Linked DNA regions of Mus musculus: region 1 is linked to region 2. A link is a contact called in public Hi-C data. All regions are on one chromosome and are shown on one strand. Each heading gives the region's core, a stretch centred on a gene start, on an enhancer-like site or on the middle of the called end of the contact. The rest is flanking DNA. Distances are from core to core; before and after follow the strand shown.

What was found. A called contact is a pair of places that touch in the nucleus more often than the background predicts.
Region 1: a contact with region 2 is called in a Hi-C map of liver, with 2.7 times the contacts expected there. The contact joins the enhancer-like site here to the promoter of A430048G15Rik in region 2. A contact is called at or near these places in 10 of 484 Hi-C or Micro-C datasets (the MNK3 cell line, bone marrow-derived macrophages, embryonic fibroblasts and 5 more), 1 of 115 datasets of contacts at active chromatin or transcription factors (intestinal villus epithelium) and 1 of 9 other capture datasets (embryonic stem cells).

What each region holds. Positions count from the first base shown.
Region 1 is chr2:133,496,133-133,502,725 of GRCm38.p6, reverse strand. No RefSeq gene overlaps it. Among named protein-coding and RNA genes, the nearest start is that of Gm14100, 36 kb to the right of the region's middle. Within about 2 kb of position 4,370, at least 53 of the 459 cell types and tissues checked have an H3K27ac peak or open chromatin away from gene starts, as enhancers often do. A contact at or near this core is called in bone marrow-derived macrophages, intestinal villus epithelium, liver and 3 more, where this site is marked.
Region 2 is chr2:133,426,341-133,433,487 of GRCm38.p6, reverse strand. A430048G15Rik (a long non-coding RNA gene) reads right to left here and starts at 1,391. Exons shown (of 4, transcript XR_001783619.1): 1 at 1,283-1,391. It overlaps Gm31851 (a long non-coding RNA gene), which reads left to right and starts at 3,630. Exons shown (of 3, transcript XR_866756.2): 1 at 3,630-3,814; 2 at 4,385-4,541; 3 at 6,132-7,147.

The DNA of each region.
Region 1 (6,593 bases), core at 3,121-5,620, 66 kb before region 2:
GTGTCAGGAATTTGGGCAGGAAAGGTGGCTGGTCTGCTTCATGGAAGGTGGCTGGACCAACCTCCTGTACCTGTACTTAGTTGTTGCCTGGCTTGGGTCAGGCAGGGGTACGCTGAGGGTCCATCATGACCTGGTCTTGGTGCTCACTGTCTGAAAGAACATCTTGATTTTTCTTCTATGGTCTCTCTTTGTGACCTCTCATCCTTCAGATGCCTCTCTCCAGGTGACTTCTCTCTCTTTACCAAGACAGGCTGAGCTTTTATAATTTAGTGTCTTAGAGTAGGAGCAAGGGTTAGAATGTAAGTTCTAGGAAATGACATGAAGTTGGGAGGCGTGGTGAGTAGGGGATAGATCAAGGAGGAGTAAAGAGGAAGAGTAAGGGAGTAATAATAGCATATTATTATTATTATTATATGCACATATGGTGTTCTCAAAGAAGTAATACAAATATTCTATTTAAAATGTTATAAGATATCTCTGCAAAGGCTGTTTGGAAATCCCAGAACATTCCTTCTGCAACATCCAACTGGTCAGAGCAAAGTTCAGATCAACCCCTATTCAAGAGATGAAGAAGTAGATAGATTCTCCCTCTATGCGGAAGTGGTGTGGTTATTGTCTCTGTAGGCAATCTACTCTAGAACCTGTGATTAGAACATGGCCATTGCTGTTCTCTGGATGATTAACCTGATGCATAATTCTTGCCTTTCCCAGTTTCCATTTGTGTATTCATCATAACATATATATTCAGGTAATATGTCTTAGCTGAACTTTGACCCCTCAAGATGACCCCTGGCATCCATTGGTATGCACAGTCAAGATATGGTCTCTGTTCTTGCATCAGAGAGAGAGAGAGAGCATACAAAGACATTAATCTAGCTTCCTAAGACAAATGAGGGAAGGGTTTATCCTTATCCCAGCTCTTTATATCCAGCCTTGATATTTATTCTGCACTGCCCTGAAGATATTTATTAGATTCTGGGTGGTTGACTCTACCTTAAACTTTCCCAAATCAAAACGCAAATGCTCTTCTTCTTTGTTTTTTATGTTTGTTCTCTAATGCAGAACATATGGTTTCAGGTTATACTAGCTATCCTTTCTCTAAATTTTACCTCTTAGTCAAACAGGCCGTGCTGCATATTGTAGATGGTGGAGATGGAGAGGGGAAAACAGAATGTGTTCCTTCAGCCCCACCTTAACCCCGACCCTGCCCACCCCCAATCTTAGGCTGGATTCCAAGCGATGATCTTTGCTCTCCTTTGAGAAGAGTTATGAATGACACACCCTTAAGATGCATTTTTATATACAGGTGGGTACAAGGTCACATACTTTGTGTGCACTTTCAGACTTTGCTTGAGTAGCTGTATGTGGTTGGGTGAGGATTACAAGACAATAAAAGGCTTGGGGTGGCATCAAGCAAAATACAATTAAACACTATCAGAAAATCATGTGCCTAATCTTCATGTGGAGATAAAATCTACACTGCTTACAAATTTCACTCATATCCACACAATTCCTCTTTACTAGTTCCCATGATATAATGGTTCTTAGAGGCCACAAATCATGCCATAGGCAAAGAGAAAGGGGTATGAACTATTTTATGTGACAAAATGCACAGGTTAACAAAACTTCCTACTCATTTTAAGATATTTGCCAATGCCCTAATTTCTATCTATAAATGTTTTATACAAAATTCATAATTAAACAGAAGGGATGGTCTTTAGAAAAATCTCAAAGAAGATAAAGATCAATTTAGAGTAAGCGACAGGAGAATTATGTGGTTAGTGCATATGTATCCTCCTTATACATTCCATTTTAATTAACATCTCACGTGGACCTTACTACGTAGGTGACCTTCTGCCCTTTGGTCATCTCCACCTTTCTTTCGAAAGATATGATGGAAGTATCCTATAATAAGCATGCAAGCATTCAGGCCAATGCCTCTTCCTTGGGGGGAAATAAAATCTCTCTTAATTTACATGTCACATGTATCATATTCTGTTTTGTAAGAGGAGGATCTATCCTGAAGCATTTTGGTTGCAATCCAATTTTCACACGAGTATAATATGCTGAAATTACTAGTTGCTATACATCCTGTCTACCAGCCAATGAGATACTCAGTGTTCTACAGAAACAGAAAGAAATCTACACAAAATCATGTGTATCTTTGGCATGTCTGAGGCCACTTACAAAGTCCATTTTTGATGGATAACGGAAGCACATCACCTGCCTTTAATAACTTACTACTTTTAAAGAGGTTTAAATAGATCCTTAAAAAGTAACCTCATGGTTGAATCTGAAGACAATTGTGGCTTCCCACTTCTTGTGAGTGTAATTCAACAGAAATTCAATTGTTAAGGTGGCTTTCATCATGGTTGACATTTTTCTAATTTGTCTCATTTCTAAATTATCAGAGACTGGATCTTGGCTATGGAGAGGAAAATAAAACAATCTAATGACACCCTGGGTAGGTAGAGTGTCTTTTATCAATGCTCTCAAAACACCTGGCAAGCATTAATTACTTCTCCAAACATGCTGAGGGAGATGTGGCTATGATCATTCCATCACGCTGATGAGGAAGCAGATGCTGGGTCAGGGATAGGTGACTTAAGATAAACTACACGGCCTTGGTGAGCTCTGTACTCAAAGGGAAGAAAAATTACTAACTTCAAGGCAACACATTTTGGCTGCTTGCCTACCTTGATTCGTCAGCTGTAGTTATCTTTGTTCTGACCCAACTATGACCATTTCTGTTTCTTCCTTGCCTGACCATCTTTAATCTCATCACCAGGAAGGATAGCTTCTACTTTAAGAAGACATTGTCCAAGCTGAGTTTTGCAAACTGGGATTCCTAGATACCAAATAAAAGGGGACCAAGAAAGAATGAGGTAATGTACCTTGCTTAGGTCTCCAGAGGATTCATTGAAGCAATAGTTTGAGTTGTAAACTTGAGACTATGTTGAGCCTGCCTCAAATTTTAATGAGTTGTTCTATGAGAAGACATTATCTGGTCTTGGGTTATTTCAATATGTTGGAACAGCTAAATTTTGCCTTTTTTGGTGGATATTCTATTCCCACAGTAGGCAAAGCACTGTATTCATAGGGTAGGCTCATGATGTCCTGTCCCTTTTCTCCTTCATTTTTATTAATTCTCTCACTCTTTAAGAGTTTGTTATTAAAGTAGTCAGTTGAAGATTGACATCAGAGGCAGGACAAAGCTTCATTACACGTAGCCATGGAGCTAATCTTATCAAGAAAATTCTAGAAGCTCCCGTTCTGTCAAGGTCGCTGAGAGGGAAACATGCCCCCTTCTAGTATTAATATATCAAATATTTAGCAAAACAAAAAGGCATTTCTAATTTTGGCTATTCCTGTTTTCTTTCTCTCTCTTCCCACTTGCCTTCTCCAATTAGGTAACAAGCAAAGATTAGGCCTTAGCAATGATGACCTCTGTGAAGTGAACTGTAGATCACAAAATAAAATCATGATAAGTTAGTTCCATGTCACGTCACTAGAGAGAAAGGTTACTCACAGCTGGGGGAAAAAATCTTTTTTCCATTGACCCACTCAAAAGCAGCCATGATGTCACCAGGGCTGGCTATCTGGTGAGCTCCCCGGGAATAGCAGCCTCTGGAATTTAGCAATTAGAGGAAGGGGCCAGAGGAGGTTTTAAAATAGCCCTGGAGGGTGGTCAGCCTAGTTTGCAGACCTGCTGGCTGTGTAGCCCATGGCCCGCTGGGAACTGCAGTGCCGATGTGTTTTAGCTTTCTATTTCAAGCCTGTGACTCACATTACAAATATTGACTTCTATTTCTCTATTAGCATCAGGTTTTTTTTTTCTTGAATCCTCTGAATTGACTTTGACTATAACTTTGGTTAATATTAAACCTCTTGGGTCAACACATTTTTATAGCCATGAGCTGCTGCAACCACATGGAGTAGGGATTGGCAAGAGGTGCTTCAATCAAGAGCAGGACAGGGAAAAGTCTCTCCCAGCCTCCCAGCCTGCCCACTCACTACTCCACACACTCCTGCTGTTCATCCTTCCAAAGCAACAGTGGCATCGGGGAAAACCTTCCATGGCTCCACATAGCCAAAGGAGGAAGGGCTGACTGTTCCCACTGAAGCGATCCAGGGCTTGAAAAACATCACCTTTACAGATCCTGAATATTTTACCAAACAAGCCACAATGAACCCACCCACAACTTTCTCTGGATTCAGCTGGCCAAGCATACAATGCTCTTGGGGCATACAAGTCAACTGACACATTAAGCAAATGTTCACCCACCTTCTCTGGCTTCTTCTGTCACTGGTTCTGATATACTCATCTTTGTACCCTCTGTACACCTAGCACCCAGACCTGGCCCATGAGAGCTACTGAGCAAACATTTGCTGAGCTGAATTCCACCTCAGGTTGGTTTGTTTCCTTTAGGCCCATGATTAATAGTCATATGAAGTTGTTAAAACATCCATACGGCAAGTTGGCTGAGGCAACTTGTCTCAGGGAAACCCAAATGGACTTCGCTAATGTGCAGCATCTAAGAAGAAAGCACACATTACTATCATTTTTCCTGCATGTGGGATAATGAACTAAATTATTTCCTGAATTGGAATAAATGAAAGTCAGTTACAGAAAGCAACTTAAGAGAAAATGTAAGTCAGACGAAACCATAAAGAAAACGGGAAGTTGCGAGACAAGCCTTGCTGTCTTCCAACTAAGTCTGTTGGGGAAAACACAACAGGACCCGAGGCCATGAGACGCAGCTTCCTTCCCTTTGTATGGTTTTTACTGTGCAGCTGTGAGGAGAAAGTCGATGGAAAGGTAGGGAGAACTGAGAAGCAGGAAGGATGAGCACATTTTAAAAGAAGGCAACATAAGCTCAGAGCACCTATCTCACCAAGCAGAGAAGCAAGCCCTCGACACTGTCAAATGACTTTGACTTTTTTCTGAGGCAGAACTGGAAATGACCAGATAGTGCCTTATCCATTTGTTTACAAAGAAGGAAATGGAGGGCCAAGAAGGTTAGATCGTTTCCCTTCCTAAAGGGGTAGGCTCCTTAACAGAAAGCAGTTTGGTATCCTAATCAAATTAGCTTGAAACCCTGTGCTGCTGATAGAGTCCCTTTCCAGTCACCAAGAGCTCATCACCCTCACAGCTCAGTGTTTGAGAATGCTTTGATAAATCCAAGGATGTAATAGATTCAATTTGGAAAGATGGGAGGAGGAGAATGGGTGGACTGAATGACTCTAAGTTAGTTCATAGCACGCCATCAGCAATGTTAGAGGAGACATCATATCTTTCAAAAGCTTGATGTTTCTCAATCATATATTACTAGCGATGCCCAGTGCTAACTGTGGCTAGGATTTATTTCCTTGATCTGTAACTCATTCTGAGAGAACTGCTAAGTGATGGCGTGTGGGCCTCTTTGGCAATGTAGTCCAAGTTTGTACAGGTGAGGCAAGACCTCTCCAAACCCTGACTCTTCTCCCTGCCAGCTTCATGCTTTCACAATAATAATACATGGTCAATATGCAACTCGGGCCTTCCTCCAGCAGTCTGTTGTCCATCTTGACATGTCAGCATAATCAGCTTTAGAAAGAAAATAAAAGAAGAAAAAAACTCCTTGACAGTCAATCTGTCTAGAGAGCCTATGAGGGCTGTGTCAGTTTCCACATGGTGTTTGCTAACAGACAAACAAGGGATTCATGTATCTGTTTGATCACATCCCTGTGGCTGCCACAAGTCCATATCTTCCTGTTGCTAAAATTTATGGAAACAAAACTAAATTAATAAAAATATCTCTCAAAAGGAAAGCAGTAAGACTTGTTGCATGACTCATTTTCAATGTCAATTATATAGGATGGCTTCTTCCACAGGAGAAACGGCTGGAGAAACAAAATAAAAATCTGACCAAGAGGAAAACAGATATCACAAAAATAAGTTCTTCCATTCATTTGTGCATTCTTACAAATCACATTGATTTGTGCACTTTCCTCTTTCCATAAAGGAAGCTATAGCACATTGATAATAGAGTAACTTTAGCCCTTTGGTGCTAGGGAGTGAACTCTGGGCCTTGTGCCTACTAAGCACACACTTAGCCTGAACTGCACCCCAGCCCACTTGTGACTACACCCCAGGCCACTTGTGATAGAGCTGAACAAATACTTGTGTGTTAGGAACCTAGACTGAGGCATGAACAGCTCATCCATCAGAAAGAAGGGAGTCTACACCTTGCTCTAGGCCTTCCATGATTAGGACATTTTCTTGGTCCCTGATTTATAATACAGTTCATAATAATGTCATGCCCACAGCAGTGTTTTCTATTTAAAAGTAAATCAATAGCAATAATTAATAGAAAAAAATCAATAGTTGTCATGAGCCTACTGTCAGCATTTTCTAAACATTGTTCTTTGATCCTGCAAATCATTTCAATAGGTATCGACCACTGGATTTTATCATTTCAAAAATGCAAATAATCATAATATTCTCTAGACATCTATCTATCCAAAGTAGAATGGGTGACAGGTCAAAGGTTAAGAAAACAAAAACTAATCAAGTTTGAGTCCTTAGAAAAAGCAACTTGGTACTTAGCCCT
Region 2 (7,147 bases), core at 142-2,641:
ACTCAGGAGCTCTGCAAAAACCATTAGTGTTCCTAGATGTTGAGCTAATTCTTCAGCCCCAACACAGAGAAATTTAAAAAAAAAAACAATACCCCAAATCTTATATCAGTTTCTTGCAACCACAGTAGATTAGTTTCACCTGATGATTTATTTATTCCGAGAACACTGACTTGGAGTTGCATAGCTACAGTTTCCATCTGCATGGATCCAAGAGAGCAGTAGATGGAGCGATGGGGATGAGCGTGACACTTCGAAACACAAAGCACATGCGCATACTCTAGTTCTAGGATGCTCTCTGAATACCCAAAGAATGAAGGTGCCCTGTGAGCATCTCAAATGCTCCTCTCATCTCCATAACTGGAAGCATAGACTTAGACATGTCCTACAAAATACAGAAGAATGGTGTAATCGTCCAACACATGCTGTGGGTTTGGGAGGAGGAGACTATTAGCATGTGGGCCCCATATTTAGAGATAATTATTCTAGAGTAGTGGTTCTTCACCCTGATGAAGTCACCAGGAGAGAAATACTTCTGGGCAGCAGTATCTCTGAAACCTTATCCTAATTTATCGAGATAAGTGGGGTTGAGATGGTAACATTTTAAAGATGATTTTACCATGTAGCTAGGGGAGAGAACCATTGATCAAGGTAGGAAGTCCGATCATTATAAAAAGGAACCAGGCCAGATCTTCCAAAGTCCAAGAAAGGAAACCCCCATTCTAACCTTTTCCTGAACAACACCCCAACTTAGATACTTTTGAAGGACAGCCTTGCCTCCAGCTCGGGAGGACTTATCTGATCTCCACTTCTAGCGTCTCTACACATTTAAACCCTCCTGCTGATGAAAGCGTGAACTGGGCTCGGTTTAATAACGGGGTTTTCCCATTGGCTGTGTTCCCAGTCAGAATCCCCACCCTTCTCTAAGCTCCTCCCCTTCTTCAGACTGTCTATCTAGGACAGTTTAAAATCTTCTTTCCTGCCAGTAATCTATCCAATTACATCACAGGGCTACCATACCTAGTCTTATAAAAATAAGTTTAAGAGAGAGTTCTTCTTGAACCAGAAAGGAGAGCACTGACACGCCCCATGGCCTAGTTTGGGAAGGAACCTTTATCTGCATAACAGTGGCTTCCAAATGAGTATCCCCACCCCCTTGCTGAGCCTTCCATTTTGGCTGAGCAGGTACTCATCAGGAAACCAAACCTCGTCCTCCCAGATGGCAAAGGCAGTGCTTTCGAAGTAGGCCAAAGAATCTGGAGCTTGTCTAACCAGAAATTCTTACCCACTCCCAAAAAAATGCATATCCTGTTCATCCGAACGATAATTAGCACCTGCTTCCACCACTGAGCTCCTGTGGGATTTGGCAAGGCGTTCTGGCGGTGCAGTTTCTCTCGCCGGTCTCAGGCTCTGCTGCCTCATGAACCCGGTTAGTCACATGGCATGCCACCTAATCTAGACAGGGTGTTGCTGGACTTCAGTGGGACTGCCCCAACAAAATCATTAGGAACTCGTAGAGACATGAAGACAGAACACACGGAGAGAGGCACTCCAGGTCCTTTGGCTGCTCCAGACTCAGACACCCTCAAGATGGATTCCAGCAATGCTGGGTTATTGAAACTCAGAGAAAGGCCAGAAATGACCTAAGCCAAATGCTGTTAATACTTGAGGACTCACTGCCTGTTTCAAATTTATAGAAAGCAAGAGACCTTCCTCCCAGAGCACTGTGAGGACACAGCTTTTCGTATACCTTCAGGAGACTAGATCAAGAACTAACTGGCTCCCTGAACACGAATCCTGATACACACACTCCCCTTGGCTCACACATACTTACTCTATTTATATGGTCCAGGGAAGCCTGAGAGTCTCTAAAGAATGTAGATTCTTAATTCTAGTCCCAGGAGATTCCTCCAAGACCAGTGATTTCTGGTCCTTCCTTAGATACTTAGGAATTGACCTGATACTTTCCGGGGCCATTGATCTTCATACAAGGCCTGCTGGGTGTCATCTGCCTTCCTGCCTTCTGTCTACAAGCCATCTTTTATATATATATATATATATAATTATAAATATATAATATATATATAATTATATATATATATAATGGTAAATCATTTTCTCTTGACTGTGTAGCCTAGAAATAATGACTGGATCTATCAAAAATATTCCCAAGCATAGAAACAAGTGGGTGGAGAGCCTTAAGAGAACCATGTCTTCACCAGAGCGACACCTGGTGGAGAATTGCATTAAATTCGACCCAAACGAAGGCAACACCAGTTAAAAAGGAATATTTACTCTTTCCTCTATTTTTGAAATCAGGAAAGCAATTTTATCTAGATTTTTTTTGACACAAATATTCTCTTAAACATCACCAGATAAAATGTGATTCAAAGGTAAAGTGATTACTTGGAAAAAAACTCAAGTTTTTATTTCCTAGTTCTTCATACAAAATGTCCTCTAATTCTCTCGTATAGCCACAGAACACTCTCACAGCAATTACATGTTTCCAGTGAACTCAACTGCAGCTGCATTTGGCAGATAAGAAGAGCTTGTGTTAGTGGGGTTAGTGCAGCAAGCAATGGAATCCTGCTTCTATCTAGAGGCTGGAGAATCCCAGGGGACATAGTTTAATTGCTCTCCTCTGGGCAGAGATAGCTGGAGGCAGTGACTTTCTGTTGCTAGATGACTTTAACACTTCACTCAAACTTCCTGTCTTGAGTTCCTCTCCTTAAATAGGGAAGATTCATCTTCTCTGAAAGGCTCCTGTTGAGAAGCAACTGAATAATTGGTTTAGTTTTGTGACCCTTTTGCCCAATAGTATGATACAGGCTTTTGCTGGTAGAATTGTCATGGTTCCTAAAAGAGCTGAAATAATCTCTACATATTTCCAAAGGCATCAGTTGTTGTCTAGTCTAAACTACACACAGCAAGCAATCTGCTGGCCAGGCTTGCTCTACAAACTTGATAGATTTACTTATTTATTTATTCATTTATTTATATATTATACATTTCGGTGGGAATGACTTGGTGGTCACACTATAACTCCACTGATTTTAACATGATATATAAAGTTAGCATAATATTGAGATTTAGAGAAACCAAATATTAGCGACAAGGAGACTCAAGTTTGAACGGCTCGTGCACGTGTGGTGATTAGGGGGAAACTGGTAGGAACTGGTTCTTTCCTGCCATCTTATACACTCCTGGGATCCAACTTAGGTAGTCACGTTTGGTAGATGGTAGTACCTTTCAACAAACCATCTGGTCTCGCAAGCCCAAAGAAAGTGTTTCATGATTTTTGTTTCCTATGTAATTAGTTTGCTGGATTATTGAACCCATAGTTTCATGCATGCTGGGCAAGCACTATACCACTAAACTGTATCCCTAGTACTTTAATTCAGGTTTCATTTCTTATTAATCATTTTAATAGGGCTGATAACTTTAAAACACTGGGTGCCATGTCTCACACTCATCTGAAAGAACCAAACTTGCAAAACCCCACCTCCAGTGGCCATCAGTCTCACCTCCCTTATCTGGAAAGCCCAGGCCAAGCCCATCTCTCTGTGTGGTCAGACTTATCTCCCCCAACAACATCTGGACCTAAGGACATCTTGCACCATTCCACCCCAAGCCTGGGAACTCCTCTGCAACTAGGTGCTGTGCATTCCTGCCTCACACCCCAGCAGAGGGATGCCTCGCAGAACTACCCACTATCAGAAGTGCTGGAGTGACAACCAGGAAGGCAGGGAAGTCAGCGTGTAAATGAGTCCCATGGTTCCTGACATGAAGGCTTCATGAGTTAGTAGAGAGGCAGAAGGTTTGGATGCAGGGATCTAGAAGCTGGTCTGTAGAGTTGGGAAGTTGTGGGTGGAGATAAGCTAATCAAAGCACAGGCATATCAGAAGACATTCCTTCTCAGCTGTAAAGTTAAGAAGGCTCCACATGAGGTTTTGCTCTCTCTCTCTCTCTCTCTCTCTCTCTCTCTCTCTCTCTCTCTTCTTTTATGGGAAGTAAGTTAAAGCAGGATGTGTAGAAATGCCATGTTTATAGGGCACATATTTGTGTAATTCAAAGACTATATGTAGACCTGTATGGGGAGGGGGGATGTTTTATGTATTTCAAGAATAATAAAAGGAGATTTTGATTGATCATACTATCACCATTTACCAAATGACAAGGTAACCAGAGCAAATGCAACAGAAGGGAGGGGGCAAGCAAAGCATTTGTTTAAAAACAAAACAAAAATTTACCAGGAGACCTTACTGGTGCAGGGTGATATATAAATGCTGCAGTCTTGATTTCTTAAAATGTACAACTTCTGGTGATTTAGTTTTGCCCATGAAGAAGTCCATGTTCAGAGCTATTTCTATCTCTCCCTCTTCTTCAGCACCATAAGGGAATACTGCACATAAACTTCAGCGTTATAGAACCTCTGCATCCATCTGAACATGGGCATGCAGACAACAGCAAGAGGAGACCTAAAAATGCAAAAGTAGAAAGGAAACAAAAGTGGCTCTGCAAACACAAGGCCTGGCTTCAGCAGGGTCAGTGGGTTAAATGGTCCTTGCCATTGCTCTCTGCAAAACTCTATTTTGTTCTCATTTTCTTAAAGAGATGACTTGAGAGTTGATTGACTACTGTTCTGGGAGTCCAGCCGGCCACTATCTTTAAACTAATGAAAATAGGGCCAGCAGCACAGCTGGAATATATTCTAAATACAATAATTATTTATTATTTTGGATCATGAAACTGTGACTGTTGTTTCCAGGTGTAGCATCCTTTCTAGGTTTCTGTCTAGAGCTGGGACAGTCCCTGAACCAAGGACAATTGAATATGCCTATGTGTCTAGTGGATGTAACATTTTTTATTAATAGTAGTCCTTTTTACTTACATGTGTAAGTTGTACAAAAGAATGCATTTCATTATGTACTAACAATACACAATGAATTCTGGTTATATTTGCCCCACCCACTCCTCTCTTTGCCCCCTTCTCTTGTCCCAAAATCTTTTCTCCTTTAGCAGGCAAGCCATTTGCTATTTTTATCATATGTTCCCTAGAGAGAAACAGAGACGTCGGACTGAACTCATTTTGCAGACTCATGCTTGATGCTTGAAAAAAACAGAATCACTTCTAATGTCTTAGTCCATAGGTTGGAAAGTAAAGACCCTTGTTTCCCAGATTGGTAGGCCAGAATCACTAGGACATTGAGCATCTTGTGAGGGAAGTGACAAAAAGTCAGAGAAGATTTTGCAGAAGAGACAGAGGGTGTGGTGACAGAGAGAGAGAAAAAAACCATAAATATGTATAAAATGATGGTCCTAAGAAATACACATAGCAGCAGCCCATGTCCATGGCTTCACTGCCCCCGGCTTTAGTAATGACAGTCCACCTTCCCCATTTATTCTGAAAAGTACCTTTCTTAATTGTTTGTTTGTTTGAGATAGGATCTCACACTGTAGCCCAGGCTGGCCTGCAACTCTAGTAGCCCAGGCTGGCCTGGCACTCAGTGAGCAGCCTTGGCTGACCTCTTAGCTCAAGGCAATTCCCTAGCTTCAGCCTCTTGTAATCTGGGGTCACAGCTGTGTGCTGCTATGCTTGATTTTTTTTTTTTGTTTGACTCTAGAAACTTCCCTCTCAAACTGCTTTTGCTCTTTAAAATGTTACCAAGGGGAAGCAAGCTGTCATACCATAATAAAGGTGTGTACCATCTACACAGTGTTATTCTGGCCAGAGTCATCTGTCTGAAAGCGCCTGCTCAGTGAAATCACGGAGGGCACAGAAGATCCTAGCTTAAATATTTCAACTAGTTATGGAAGAATACCAGATAGATCCCAGTTCTCCACAGTAGCTAGATTCTCAAGGAGATGGATGCTCAATAACATTATATTAAATAATGTAATGAAGTAAGATCATCCTAGGTTGTGCATCTCCTTGGAATATGTAAGAAATTGGCAAGCTTGCAGATCTACACGGCAGCATGCTAAGGGTTACTGTCATATGACATTGGGCTGATAGAAGACTCTAGTGTAAGATTTTTGGATATGAGCAATCTTGGGGTAAAGAAATGGTCCCCAAGATTGGACAAAAGAACATGAAAAAGGATAAAAATTGTCATCCTTCTTTTTGGCTCCAGGATCTGACACAGATGTCACAGGACACTGGGAACCCACTCAACACAACTCAGCATTGCTCTGGAGGTCACTGACTGTGAAAAGAATGTCCCTGCTGGATGAAGGGACAGACAAGGCCTCTGCAGGGACTCCTCATTCCATACTTGTGGTTTCTCTGGGAAGGGCAGTTTCATGCTTCGTTATCTCCCTTAGTCATGGCTTGCTTAATTGCAAGAAACAGAAATCCACTTAAACAAGCAGAAGCCTTGAAAGAACATCAAGCAAAGAGAAGCAAGGAATGGCTTGCTGCTTGGCCCTAGAAAGTGGCTTCCCCATGCACAGAGCTAAACCAGAAACAAGGTTGTGCAAAGGGGCTTCCTCTGTTACTGCTGTAATGTATTTAGGCAAGAATGAAAGTTAACTTACAATGTGCAGAAAGGAGGCCAAAGGACTGCCTGGGTGGAACGGACCAGATACAATGACAGAAACGGGAGCAAATACATGATCTTAGTGGTTCCCTATCAAAGAAGCCAAGGCTGCTCCCTGTGTTGCATTTCCTAATGCAAAAGCAGGACTTGGGTGGTCAGTGCTAGGAAACAGCAGAGGGGCCCTAGAACCCTTTTACTGGGACTAACTCCTCCCTCTCAAGTTGTCAATCAAGTTCTGAGTGTTTTGATAGCCAACCGACTACAGTGCTCTGTGCCGACGGAGGACACTCTCAGACAATCTCAAACTCAGTAAGAAGAAAGAGAACACTGAAAAAATTGATAACAGCAGTAAGTGTGCATAATGGAACAACAACTCCCGAATTGCAAACAGAATCAACCCAAGAAAGTTCCACCATGTTGAAGGAAGGAAAGACCACATACTTTGAGGACATCAATAAGTCATAAACAATGAATTGTCATAGTAAGCATTCATCACCTAGATCTACTCTCCATCTGTGGGTTAGTATTGGCAAGAAAGCTTGAATTATAAGGACATCAAGGAAACAAATGGAAGTACTACACAGGAGAAAGCATAGAAGGCAAGGGGTCTA